Linked DNA regions of Mus musculus: region 1 is linked to region 2. The links are chromatin contacts, called in public targeted proximity ligation maps. All regions are on one chromosome and are shown on one strand. The core of a region is the stretch at or near the end of the contact, and the rest is flanking DNA. Distances in the headings are between cores, read along the strand shown.

Region 1 (7,030 bases), core at 794-3,293, 440 kb before region 2:
CATAGACCAACGCAAGGGGGAAGACTTCACGTGCTTCTGGACTGGCTGCCCTAGAAGATACAAGCCTTTCAACGCACGGTATAAACTGCTGATCCACATGAGGGTCCACTCTGGGGAGAAGCCCAACAAGTGTACGGTGAGTTGGAGTTTCCGAGGTCCTGGGCCACCTCTCTGGAAGGTCCAGCTTACTGTCATGCATGCATTTTATCAAACAGGACAGAAAAGGCAGGTAAGAGTTTCTATTTCTGTGGGACTTGGATGTGTGATGGTCAAGGTACCTATTAGGTTTCTCTCCTCTTCCTCTAACTGGTGCAAGGGGAAGGATTCTTTGATAGCTGGTGACTGCTGGTTTCTCTCCAGTTCTAGCTCGGTTCCCATGCCCCAGAAGTAGTGGAGGCCAGTCTGCTTTAGTTTGGGATTGTGAGAATGACACAGACGTGGTGTTCTCTTAACTGCATGGCTGTTCAAGTGGAGGGGACCATTCACTGAGCCACAAGCAAGCTTTTGCTCTTTCCAAAGTAAATGTTCAGGTTTGTGTTTGTTTGTTTGTTTGTTTGTTTTTTCCTTTGAAAATTTAGGTGAGTCTTGGGGTCTGGGAGATTGACATTTAAGAATGGAATTCTCCACTTAGGAACTTGACTATTGAGATTGGTGTGGCATACACCTTCATGCTAGCACGTTGTACCTTCTAGGGTTGGAAACTCATTAAGGATTTATAGTCAGGAAGGAAACACCACGGGGACACCACAGGAACAGGGCCTCATGGGATCTTGCTAATATCAAGGAAAAGCAGAAGGCATAGGCTGCGACAATTGTGTGCCTTTGGTGCTTGAAGCAAATGGGTCTGCTGTCTCTCCTGCCTTCGTCTTTCCCAACACAGGTCCTAGAACTCTGATTCTGTTTCTTGGCAGATCTGACTGTTTTTGAACAATAAAATTCTTCAATGCATTCACTACACTTTCACACCTCGCAGAAACCCTCAGGGCTTACAGGCAGGACTTCATCCCCAGGATCACAGAGATAGCTTTGCACAGTCTGAGAGGGCTCACTGAACTCTTGAAATAAAAAGAGAGAGGAACATAAGTTTTCTATTAGTCTAGGTGGACTGTGTTGGTATTCTGTCTAAACTCCACCTCCAGAGTTCCTGGCAACAGCCAGGTATACTACTCCCACAGTTACCTGACAATGGCCAGGTAGGCTTGGCCCACTATAAAAGGGGCTGCTTGGCCCCTCCTCTTTCTCTAATGCTCTTGCCTCTCTCTTGCCTCTTGCCTCTTGCCTCTTGCCTCTTGCCTCTTGCCCCCTTGATCCCATTCCCTTCCTCCCTCTCTCCACGTGGTCATGGCCGGCCTCCACTTCTCTACTCTCTTCGTCTCTCTGCCTGTCTCTGCCTCTACCACCCTCTTAACACCTCTCCCATGCCCTAAATAAACTCTATTCTATACTATACCAGTGTGTGTCCGGTCCCTCAGGGGAAGGGATGCCTTGGCATGGGCCTGCCTGGGCACGCCCTTCCCCCACACTCCACCAGAACATATTCTTATAGCTCTTTCTCTTTTTATGATCACAACAGACAGGGATAGTTATTCAGAGTTAGAACTGAGAATTCTGAGTGCTCCCTCAGAATGGAGAGCTCTAGAGTGCAGCGATAAACAGAAGACTATAAATGAGGTTGGAAAGGAACGGGCTCGACTGTGATCCTCCCAGCCATTGCCATCTCTATAGTAGGCTATGATACAAGGCGTGTGGACTGTGTTGATAATTGACTGTAGACCGGCCACAGAGTGATTCGTGCGGAAGCATGCCGTGCCGGCAAGAGCTGGGGTGCAGGAGGTAGAAAGAAGCACTTTGACCATGGAGTAGGTGTTTCCGAGAGAGCCGTGAGGCTTTCTGGTGGAAAGAAATTGCACTTCTTGTCATCGCGTTATTCCTGTGTTGTGATTTTTTTTTTCTCCTAAGGAAAACTGAAGCTGATGCATTGTGAGAGTGCCAGGTTCTCTGAGTGAAAAGAATAATTACATTGCAGGAGGCCAGGCCGTACTCTTGTCAGTAGAGTTCTGTGTTGAAAATTCCAGAATGAGACAAGTCGTGGACGGCAGTTCCACTTACTCTGTTTGGAACACAGGAGACTGTTGCAAGTAGGAGAAACACCCAGTCTCTGAAGGAAAACAGTCTAACCTTGTAGTTCTCACTAACCCTGGCTGAAAACAGTTCACTGAATTTGCCTTTAATGAAACAAACATTAAAGTTAGAATTATATTAAAAAGACTTTTTTTTTTACATTGCAAAATTAATTTTTATGCAAAAGGATTTCCCTATTTTTCACCTCTGGTCCCAGAGTTTTCAAAGACATTTAGCTCTGCACAGTTGACTTTTGCTAAAGTGCACAATAAATATTAAAAATAGAAATAGTCCAGGGAGAGACGAGGTGAGCAGTGAGTACTCGCAGGCCTGCGCTGCTTTCACTGTGCCATTCGGGATGGGCAGATGGGGTAACGGTGCGCTCCTAATCTGCCCTCTCTTCATTCATAGGTGGAACATTTCCGAAACTTGCACGTAAGGCTTATCCAATAGCACAGCGAAACTAGAATCGCAAACCACTCACACGCCACGTGCAAATCCCTTTAGACGAAGCAAAGGGTCGTAGGGGTACTGACGCTAAGATTCTACCATTGGGAGTTTATGTTTTTAGCAGGAAGATAGCCATTTTTATATTTACATACAAATCGTGAAGTTACGTGTCATGTGCTTGATCTGCGAGCCTGGGGACCACTGGCATCTCTCTGTGGAGGCTTGGCGGGTGTCTCAAATTGTAATATGTGGACAAGGGGACATTGTACTTGAAGGGGGATGGACATCTGCAGTGCACATCCTCCTGCCTTTTGCAAAGGGAATCTTTACAATCCCCCGGGATCCCCGTACACAGAACTTCAACAGGGAAGTGTTTAATTGCATTGAAACCTGAAGGTAGCTTACTCAAAGGTAGACCTGTGCCAGGTAAAATGACCACGTTATTTCAGAGACGTGATCTTCGGTTTTTGTGGTGGCTACAAAACCTAGGTGTAGTTTGAATGTTAAGTCCTTTTTTTTTTTTAATGTATGTCTAATTTCTATTTCTTGTCTCTGGATGACACTCAGGCTTAGTCATCGTTCTCACCTATGGGGATTATTTAACCAAGAAATGGAATGGTGACCGATAAGTTTGGTGACCATGACTACAAACAACACAGAGAGCTTCTGGAAATTATGGTAAAAATGAGGGTGTGTCAGGGCCAAGGCCTGCTTTACTGTAAGAGGCTACTGTGGGATCCTCCCCACATGCCAAGTTACCTTTGCTCCATGAACGAATGCATTTTATCAATCATTGCTAACACCGCGGGGCTGCAGACTAGCCTGGAACCTGGGTACGGAGCACAGCCAGGGAAGATTCTGAGTTCATGATTTGGTTCTGTTATGGGAAGAAAAGGATGGGTCCTGTTCTCATCCAAACAGCCCCACCTTTCACCAGATTGCATTCTGACTGCCTCTATGGAAAGACAAACTAACTTCTGTCCTTAAAGTCCTGGTTACGTGGAATGGACAGTTCTAGACAGTGGCAAGGTTTTGGAAAGCGAAAGCCTCAATAGGTGGAGAGGCAGATCTCAAATGAGTCAGAACCCCAAATGTAGCAAGGCTGTATTTTAAAGTACCCATGTCCATTCATTCATTGTTAACTAAAGTGGTTTCTAGGTACCCACCATCTATTTCTACCTTGCTTTCAGAGAATCTCTATCCTTGGTAATTCTTGAGTTGTTGACTGTTGCACATTCCTAAGAGTCACTAAGCCAAGTTGTGTTAAGTCTTTCTGAGACGATGAAGTGCCTGGTTTTCTTTTCTTTTCTTTTCTTTTCTTTTCTTTTCTTTTCTTTTCTTTTCTTTCCTTTCCTTTCCTTTCCTTTCCTTTCCTTTCCTTTCCTTTCCTTTCCTTTCCTTCTCTTCTCTCTTCTCTCTTCTCTCTTCTCTCTTCTCTCTTCTCTCTTCTCTCTTCTCTCTTCTCTCTTCTCTCTTCTCTCTTCTCTCTTCTCTCTTCTCTCTTCTCTCTTCTCCTCTTCTCCTCTTCTCTCTTCTTCTCTCTTCTCTCTTCTCTCTTCTTCTCTCTTCTCTCTTCTTCTCTCTTCTCTCTTCTTCTCTCTTCTCTCTCTTCTCTCTTCTTCTCTCTTCTCTCTTCTCTCTTCTTCTCTCTTCTCTCTTCTTCTCTCTTCTCTCTTCTCTCTTCTTCTCTCTTCTCTCTTCTCTCTTCTCTCTTCTCTCTTCTTCTCTCTTCTTCTCTCTTCTCTCTTCTTCTCTCTTCTCTCTTCTCTCTTCTTCTCTCTTCTCTCTTCTCTCTTCTCTCTTCTCTCTTCTTCTCTCTTCTTCTCTCTTCTCTCTTCTTCTCTCTTCTCTCTTCTCTCTTCTCTCTTCTCTCTTCTCTCTTCTCTCTTCTCTCTTCTCTCTTCTCTCTTCTCTCTTCTCTCTTCTCTCTTCTCTCTTCTCTCTTCTCTCTTCTCTCTTCTCTCTTCTCTCTTCTCTCCTCTCTCCTCTCTCCTCTCTCCTCTCTCCTCTCTCCTCTCTCCTCTCTCCTCTCTCCTCTCTCCTCTCTCCTCTCTCCTCTCTCCTCTCTCCTCTCTCCTCTCTCCTCTCTCCTCTCTCCTCTCTCCTCTCTTCTCCCCTCCCCTACCCTCCCCTTTCCTCCTCTTCTCTTTTTTCTTTTCTTCTTCTTCTTTTTGTTTTTTCGAGACAGGGTTTCTCTGTATAGTCCTGGCTGTCCTGGAACTCACTTCGTAGACCAGGCTGGCCTCGAACTCTGAAATCTGCCTGCCTCTGACTTCCGAGTGCTGGGATTAAAGGCCTGCGCCTACAGCAAGTCTTAGAGATGGAATTTGTCTCTCCTTTTTTTCTCCCCCCAAACCACCTCTGTGTTATGTTCCTAAAGTGTATCAAATCATCAAAGTATACAGACCATTCCTAAAGGCTGGGGTAGTGGAGGTTCCAAAACAATGTGTCCAAGGCTTTTATCCTTAGGAGACAATGTGTCCAAGGCTTTTACCTTTGGAGACAATGTGTCCAAGGCTTTTACCCTTAGGAGGTCTCTTGGCTGTTGAGCTAAAGGGTGGCCAGCCTCAGTAGTGTTTTCTCCTGGAGGGAATTGAAGTGTATTCTGAATAATGGGCGAACCTTGGGCCATGAGTGCCTGTTCTGAGAAGCATCCTGTCCCACGAGCAGGGGTCCAGGTTCCATTTAGGACCAGACCCACCTGGCTTCTTTCCTGCACAATTGAAAGCAGTTGTGCTAGGGGGTAGGGAGTGTTAAGGAGGAATTAGAGGCGATGTGGGTTGCCACTTACAGTTTGCTTATTTTTCCTGGATGAATTTAATCCAATAGCAAAAAAGAATTTTGCAAAACTTTTACCCACCCACAAATTTTCATGAAAATGTCACTGACCAAAGACAGTTTTAAATTTTGTATGAATTGACTCATTTCTCCACAGGCATTTTCTCTGGCAGAATCCAGCGTATTTGCTTTGGCTTGAATATCGGGCAGTTTGCTTTTTAAGTAACATTGGATTATGAGCACAAGAAAATAAATACAGAACTGGGGCCATGTCCCCAGTGTTCTTTAATGGCCTGATGCATGGTCATTGGCCAGCTTTGGCCATAAAAGATATTTTTTGAGGGAAAGTAAGTCCGTTGTAAACTTTTTTCCCCTCCACATCCCTTATTTTGTTAGTTTTGATAAGATTTGGCGTTGATGTGATTACCATAATTATATGACCAGAGAGGACCTTAGGAAAATGTTATTTAACTGTAATTATTATTTAATACATTGAAACCTTTATATAGGCAGCGATGTGTACATCTACATAGTACCAAGTATTGATAACAATACAGAGAATTGTGTGTATGTGTGTTACTTTTTTTCTAGAAAAATAAATTGGTGTTACCATTTTGGAGAGAAATTTGTAAATGCCTAGTAAGTTTGAAAATGTATGTCTCCATGTGTAGGTGTGTCCCTTAGAGACTCCATTCCGTGGCAGCACGGAAACCTGGGACAAGATACATACTGCATATGTGGTTTTATTTATAGAAAAGTGTAATTCACTCTACTTCCACAGACAAGGTAAACAGATTTGCTATGGTTTATTCCTATGTAATACTATGAAAGAGTTTAAGATTAGTGAAATACACTCCACATGGTAAATTTCACAAAATAAAATTGAGTAAAAGGCTACGTGCAAAATGTTGTATAATCCAATTTATGTACATTGGAATCCACAAAAGAAAAGGATTTTCAGATAAACAATTATGTGGTCAAGCAAATCCTATGGGCAGGGGAACCAGTAATCTTAGGGTAGTGGATATTTCTAGAGGGGAAAGAAATATGCAGTAATAGCATGTGCGAATTTGCATGTCTTTCTGAGTCAGGGACTAAAGGATGGGAAAACCTTCATTTCTGCCTAGCTTCCTGATGGGGCTACAGGTGTCACAGGGGCGACTTAGGTATTCTCTTACTACTACTTGAAATGTTTTACAACTTTATAGTTTTATCCCAATACAGTAGGAAATCGATTAGCACACACTCCAATGTTTTTCCACACATACCGTTTTTCAGACGAGAACAGAGCTGAAGAAAATGGATTTTTCCAAGGTTATTGTTCAGCTGTTCCTCACTTAGGGTCCCTGGGGCAGTGTTTCTAACTTTCCTGACATTGACTTACCCGGAGTGCGTTTCAGAGCCTGGCCTCCACTCCAGAGTCTGGGCTACAACAGGTTTGGGTAGAGTTCCAGTAGATGGTTCTAACGTGTAGACATGCCTGAGAACCAGGGCTCTCAAAGCTTCTGAGTTCCGACCTTGAACTCTAGATAGATCAGTCTAACATGTCACTTGAGTTCAAGTGTGGAGAGGCTTTGTTTAGTCCTGAGTATATTCTCATTTACATTATCATCTGATAATGAGCAGGGTAGACTCACGTTTCTTAGAAAAAAAGCACAGAGTCGAGAGATGAAGAAGGTCA
Region 2 (7,132 bases), core at 1,470-3,969:
TGGAAAACTACTGGGCAGCAGCACCCAGGTTAGTTCCTGTTGTTACCAGGTGCTCTTGAGAAAGCGTTGTTTCTCCTTCCCCGGTCCTTGTATTTCCAGCCTTGGTGGAGAGACTGACCCTTCACTGTAAGTGTGTGCCAGCCACCTTTCCTTTCTATTCTAAGAGGGATGCTGCGGGCCTCTTCAGGTTGTAAATAACAGAAACTGCAAACTCAGGACGCTGGCAATCGGATTCACCAGTAACAGATAGAGGGCCGCAGGAAGCCAGGCTCGGAACTGAACAGGGCTGAAACGCTGTTGGGCTTTTTTCTGCCACTGGTTGTCATTGCCACTGCTCTGTCTACCTTGTTCTTTCTACCTTTTACCTGGAAGAGAACATGACCACAGGCAGCTGTAAGGCAGAAACCCCTGACTGAGCAAGAAGACAGGATCTTTCCTCTTCTGTGTGGGCGTTAAATCCCAGGGCAGCACTCTGATTGGACCAGGGAGATAGGAGAGGTCTGGGTCATGTGACCACTTCTGAAGAACAGGTTGTTGGTAACTTTAGGAGTGTGTGGTGTGCCACTAGATGACAACACCTGGGTACGCTAGCTTGTCAACCTTGTTAGCAAGGCTGACAGAGCAAGCTGAGACTCCCACAGACATCATCTCAGTTTAGTGAGTTCTGATGTATAAGGTCTGGGAGGATGCTCGTGTGCTGATAACGTTTTCCACCTCCAATAGGCCTTACAATATGGCCACATAAAAATAGTGTAAAGATGTCTTTCTCAGCACAAAACCTGAGCCGTAAATAAGAATGTTTTCCCCCTGCTGGCTGAATCCAATCAGAAATGTAGCTTATCCTTTTATCCACGAGCAAACCCTGGATGGGCAGGCAGCATCTGAATTGGAAGAGGCACAGACACATGCCTGCCCTCAGGGATCGCCTTGTCCAGGAATTAAGAGTCAAGCAGGCTGGCAGTGCTTTCCATGAGTCCTCATGGCAACTGCCATCAAGGCCAAGACAGCTGAACTGGTGTATGGGAGCTGTACGTGGCTGCCCTCAGAAATGCACAGTAGTACTCAGATAATGTCTATGCTGGTTAAAATACCGCTGTCTCATCTCTGTTCCTTAGATCCTAAATAGCTGGTGTTTCTTCTAAGCTACTCATAAAAAGAGACTAAATCTTCTTAAAACAACACACATATGGATGAGTAGTTCAGTATCTATGGCTGAGTGATGTGATATCTGAAGTGACGAGCCCTCCCTAAGAGCCACGGTTGCAGCAACTTAGGAAGTCATATATTGTTACAGATTATAAGTTTGTTTAGAGCATGTCAGAGAAGCAGAACACTATTCACAAGATTAAAACAAGCTATAGATTGCAGTTTCATCGTAAAACCCTTGGTCTGACTTGTACATCTTATCGATAATTTTTAAAACTGTATTTCCGCTGAGAGATTATAAAAGAAACAGCACCATTCAATTTCTTTATGCTTTGCATCCTTTCAGAGACGCTCAACATAAAAAGCCAGCAGGTGCGGCTGACTCCCTTAGCAGGCCTGATAGAACATCTCTCCTGAAAGAACTTTCAATTACAGACCGTCTCTCCAGCCTCCTGTTCTAGGCTCCCTACAGACAGCATCAGAATCGTACATGAAGATGCAGGGCCTCGAGACTTTACAGTGTGCTGTCACAGGTCACGGAGGAGGAGAGAAAAGAGACTGCAATCTCTTCTGTTTCATTTTTGTTTGTTTGTTTGTTTGCTTCGTTCTGTTTCCTTTTGCCTTTCCTTCCAGTTTTACATTTCTTTTCAATTAACAAAGAAGGCGCCATCATTCAAGAGCAAACCGTGACAGGATGTGCTAATTCATTTGTTCCCAGTATGCTTTGTACCAATCCCCTCAACCCTTTTAGAAAGTGTCTCTCCTCTACCACTGAGCTCAGCGCGATACCAGATCAGAGGAAGGGCACACACACGCCAACAGGAGAATGGAAATCATGAGAGGTTCGGGGTGTAGCTCAGCAGTTCGGTGGCTTTGCAGTGTGTATGGAGCCCTGAGTTCCATCCCCAGCAGCAACGGAAAAGGGAGTACAGAATTATAAAATACCTTGGACTGTTTCCTTCCAATTCTTTTTTGGTAGTTGTCATTCTTTTGGCAAGTAGATTTGCACACAGAAAAGATTACTTTTTAGTGGCGCCTTTTCCGCTACCCACTGAGTCTGATAACTTCTCTAAAATTTTCATGAGGGTGTCTGATTGCCACTTTGCAGCCGGGAATGACAATTAAAAAAAAATCCTCTTTTAATTCAATACGTTTGATATGCACATAATTCCTTCAGTGTGAAACCTTGCTTAAAGTCGTCTTCCATTTGCCATTTCTAAAGGAGGGGTGAGAAGGGGAGTGATTGAATACATATCTTATAAGGACCTGGCACGTGGTACCATGTGACAGCAGATGGCATGTGAAAGCCGTTGTGGGGAATACGGCCCCTGTTAAACAGGCTGTGAATGTGCAAGGTTGTGCGTGTCTCCTCAGAGTGCCACTCAAGTCACCCTGGCATCTGCAGGAGAGTAAACAGCCTCTTGTTCACTTTCGTAACCAAAGCTAATGTGAGCAACCTCAGGAAAGTCATGGAACCAGCAGGTACAATGACTGGGTAGATGCGACAGCCAGAGCTGGGAACATTCACTCCATTGGGGCACTGGGCTGGGACAGGCCCTGGGTCTTTGGAATGTATCAGACTATTCAATAGCAAGGCACAAACAAGTGCCATTGCAGAGGCTGCAAGTGGAGAGGGAGAAAGAACACAAAGCTCGCCATTTGGGAGTAAAATTCCTCTTTGTCTCCCTGCCCCCTGATTGGGGACCAAAGAGGGCCTGGACTCTGTGCAAACGGAACCCCCATCCAAGGTCCTTAAACCCTTTGCTTCAGCTAAGAATTTCATGCTCCTCTCTTGATTCACACCAAGGCAAAGCTAAATTTTGCTCTGCGATACACATCCAAGGCAGCATGCTAATGAGAATTATTATTAAGCAATGTAGAGTTGGCACCAGCTCCAGCAATCTGCTCAGCAGCAAAAGCAAGCAGGGCAGAGGCAGAAAAGAGTCAGAAAAGCAGCTTTGTGGAATGCTCTTCTGGACCTGATTAGTTTTGGTCACTTTCAACACCAGGCAAAGCCAAGTGTTATTGTAAGTTTCACAGTCACGGCTCTGTCCCTCTGGCTCTAATGTAGCTGGCCTCTTTTAAAGGGGGCTCCTCGATTTTACTGCAGCTTTAAAGACACTCCACACTGCACCACAAAACCGTGTTTCTGCAAATTCAATGAGCAAGGTATAAGAAGGAATACTTTGCTCTACATTTTAGGATTTCTCTTATCCAAACAGGCCCATGTAGCTCTCCGCATGGGAATGGCATCTCAGAGCTCTTCTCCCTGGAATGCCTTTCAGAGTGGGCCACCAACCAATGCCTAGCAAAGGAGGGAATTAGCCTCCAAGTAGTTAGACCAGCCCTGGGGGAAGAGGGTAAAGCACAAGGCAAAAAGGACATTTACAAAACCAGCTCATTGGTAACGGGACTTGGTCAGGGCTCGGGAGCCGCTCGGTTGGGAAAGTGCTTGCAAGCAGGAGGACCCAAGTTGAGAACACACACGAGCAAAGGCTGCACATGGCTGCACACGCTTGTAATCCCAGCGTGGGACATACTAGACAGCCAGCTAAGCTGAATTAGGGATCTTCAGGTCCTAGAGAGAGACTCTGCCTAAAGATATATAAATAAATACATGTTTAAAGAAAAATGTGCAACTGGCTCTGAGGAATAACATCTGAGGTTGTTGACCTGTCTCTGGCCTCCACAAACCTGCATGCACATATACAAACGTATGTGTGCTTTCATGCACATACACAGAAGAAAGCTATGCAGGTAATCACTGACATATATGTTATTAAGGTTGGCAGCCGACCACAGCCATTCCATTTCTGTCTTCCTCATAGGCTTGCACAGGCTAATGGGCACTAAGATGTTCTGTAAGTACCTCAGACAGAGTGAATTACAGATCGTTGCCACTGTGTCTTCTTTTTGTCTTTCTGTATTTTCTAACAGTTAAGCGACCTGGAGGTTATTCATTGCTTCTCAGCCCTGTCATTACTTCATGTTGCATAGGGTCTCCCTCTCTTCCTGCTGCGACCTCATTTCGGGTCTACACTGTGACGCCGACCTCATCTTAAGTAGCTATTCCTTACCGATGCCATCGTTCAAGTCTACTGCCATGATGTAGTTGCTGCCTTCCTTGAAGCTGCATCCCATGGCCCCAACTTAAAATGACACTCAAGCTCTCCACAATCTGTCACAAACCAGTCCAGACTCAAATCTAGCTGTGCCCCAGTGAATATACCACCACACGCCAGCCACACAGAGCCACCTGCGTTTCTACAGAGGAGCTGAGACTTTCTTTTCACCTGGTATAGCCTCTGTCTGGGATACTTGATGTTCATTGGTCAGAACTTCCTCGGTCTGGGATACTTGGCGTTCATTGGTCAGACTGCTGGCTTCATAGTCCCGAGGTGCTTTCCACCTCCATTTCCTCTATAAAGCCTCTCTAACTTGCATGCCTCTGTGATACCACCCATCCTCTCATCCCTGCCTCTCATCATATCTGCCTTCCAGCTAATTCTATTTTTTTTTAATGACAGCATAGGATTCCACTTGATGGATAAATGCTAATTTGTTCAACAAAGATATCGATTGGCCTTTGGTATCTCAAATCTTTTAGGTCATCCTTGAGGTCCCAGTATTTCTTTGTAGAAGACGATCATATTGTCGTAAATCTCCAACTTAAATAAGCCTGTGCAAGGCCGGCGTGGTGGCGCATGCCTTTAATCCCAGCACTCGGGAGGCAGAGGCAGGCGGATTTCTGAGTTCGAGGCCAGCTTGGTTTACAGAGTGAATTCCAGGACAACCAGGGCTACACAGAGAAACCCTGTCTCGAAAAACAAAACAAAAAACAAAAAAAGAAAAGAAAACACAACTCAATTAATATGAATACATGCTGTGCTCCTAGATTAGGCAGATCAACCACTACACTCTTATATTCCCCAGCTATGAGATCCCTTATAACTTACGGTTTCTCCAGGCCACGTGCTTCTGTTCCATTTTCCTTCCACCTCCTCCTCTTCAGTCTTTCTCTCTTTCCTCCCCTCTGCCTCCCTGCCCCACCCCTTGCTCCCTCTCCTCTCCCTAAAACTTTTTGGCTCTACCTTCCCTTCCGCTGCCCAATTGCCGGTTTTAGCCTTTATTTTGCAAGTAAAAATGGGGAGAAGGTTCACATGGAGTCACCTGGGTATATGAGTCACTCTTCCTCCAAGGCTTCTCCCCTCCTGGAGAAGCAGAATTAGCATCGAAATACAAACAGCACCAAGGCACACCACAACACTATTATCTTTTTTAAAATATATCTTTATAAAGACGTCTTTAATATCTTTGTAAATATATCCTTATAAAGATATCTCTAATATCTTTGTAAAAAGGCTACAACCTTTTAAAATATCTTCTGTGTAGCTAGACAGATCTCACACTAAATATTATGATAATGCTCATGGAAATCCTATAGAGATTAATATAAACTATAGCAATTAGTACTGAATAGCTATTATGTATGTCAACTACTTAATGCAAAGCCCCTAAGTTCACATTTTACAAAGAAATAGGATTAGAGGTGTTAGTGATACATTCCAAGGCTACCCAACTATAAACTTTTAGAATGTGATTCTAATTTTGCCCAAGTGGCTCTTACTTAACATCTTCCTTATGTTAACTTACATTTTTTACTTTATATCATTACCACTAATAGAAATTCAGAGCAGCTTGCCATAAATTCAAAATCAGAACAAAAATAAATGGGAAACTACTGAAGTTTAGAGTCTGCAAAGGTGCCCCCTTCTAAATACTTTGTGTATAGAAAATGTATAGAGCACTCTTGGAAATACTGAACTATAGGATAACTCAGTATCCAAATAATAGTTATCTAAAAAAGTTTTACAACTCTAAAACTAGGGTCTACCCTTGTGAACTGTAATTAAAATGACACATAATGAAATTGGTGTTTCACCTGCCTACTGGGAATATAAGCAAATATAATGGCAGATGGTTTATATTTCCTTCTTCCCTGTCTCACCAACTCTCCACTCCCCTGGGTAGGTTAAAAAAAAAAAAAAAAAAAAAAGGAAAAGATCCCAGGCCATTCTTCCTGTTCAGTGGATGACGTCAGACTCTATATGGAAAAGGAAGGCAAAAATAAAGTAGAAACAGGAAGGTCAAGGGGCAGAGGGAAAAGTGGCCTGGGATTTACAAAGATTGCCTGAAGATAGGACAGATTTTGCAAGTGTCCATTTAAAGATTTGGTCCTAGGCTTGAATCTTTGGAAAACAGTCTTCAGGAAGAGATAGAACAAACTGCTGTGCCCTCCATAGATAGCATCTCCCATTGCCTTTCATCTGGTCACTGACCGAAAACCCATATCCTGAGCCCAGCCCAATTCTGAGCATAAACCATTGTGAATATAACTCCCAAATCAGCCTTCCACACAGTGCCCGAGACTAGCAATGTATACTTTGATGTGCTTGCCATTTTCTGTCACATCATTTGACACTAGAAAACAAATCTAGTTTATAAGACAGTTATATGATGTATCAGACATATGGTTTGCAAATAGGGTATGATTGTTTTTATAAACAATATTCTGTGTTACAACTAAATTGTGTTTCTATTAGCTTCTGGATAACCACATAAAACAAGTAGGCATTAGACAAATTAGCAAATTATATAAGTTAAAGTTGTGACATTTTACAAATCAATTGAACAACACCCACTGATGACCTACAATATTATACATCAGGGCCCATGCTGGTATGATTGACTGAAATGAGAAACCTTGCAGAATTATCATGAATGATTTAAAATTATAACATGTTCAGCTTCCATTCTCCTCATTTTCCTTGGTAAGTGTACTTTGGGCTGACACTGTAGAATTATATTTACCTGTCTCTTATGTGTAATGTGGCAATAGTTTTAGATTTTTGCTAAGAGGTCAGTAATGATGTCTGTACCGATTTCTGAGTTTCTTAAGGAAAGGAGACATTCTTTTTATTCCCAC

Evidence for each region.
Region 1: a contact with region 2 is called in a targeted proximity ligation map of astrocytes, with 2.4 times the contacts expected there. A contact is called at or near these places in 1 of 130 datasets of targeted methods (astrocytes) and 1 of 9 other capture datasets (embryonic stem cells).

What each region holds. Positions count from the first base shown.
Region 1 is chr19:28,523,979-28,531,008 of GRCm38.p6, reverse strand. It overlaps Glis3 (GLIS family zinc finger 3), which reads left to right. Exons shown (of 11, transcript NM_175459.6): 4 at 1-136. Among named protein-coding and RNA genes, the nearest start is that of D930032P07Rik, 150 kb to the left of the region's middle.
Region 2 is chr19:28,083,703-28,090,834 of GRCm38.p6, reverse strand. No RefSeq gene overlaps it. Among named protein-coding and RNA genes, the nearest start is that of Rfx3, 76 kb to the right of the region's middle.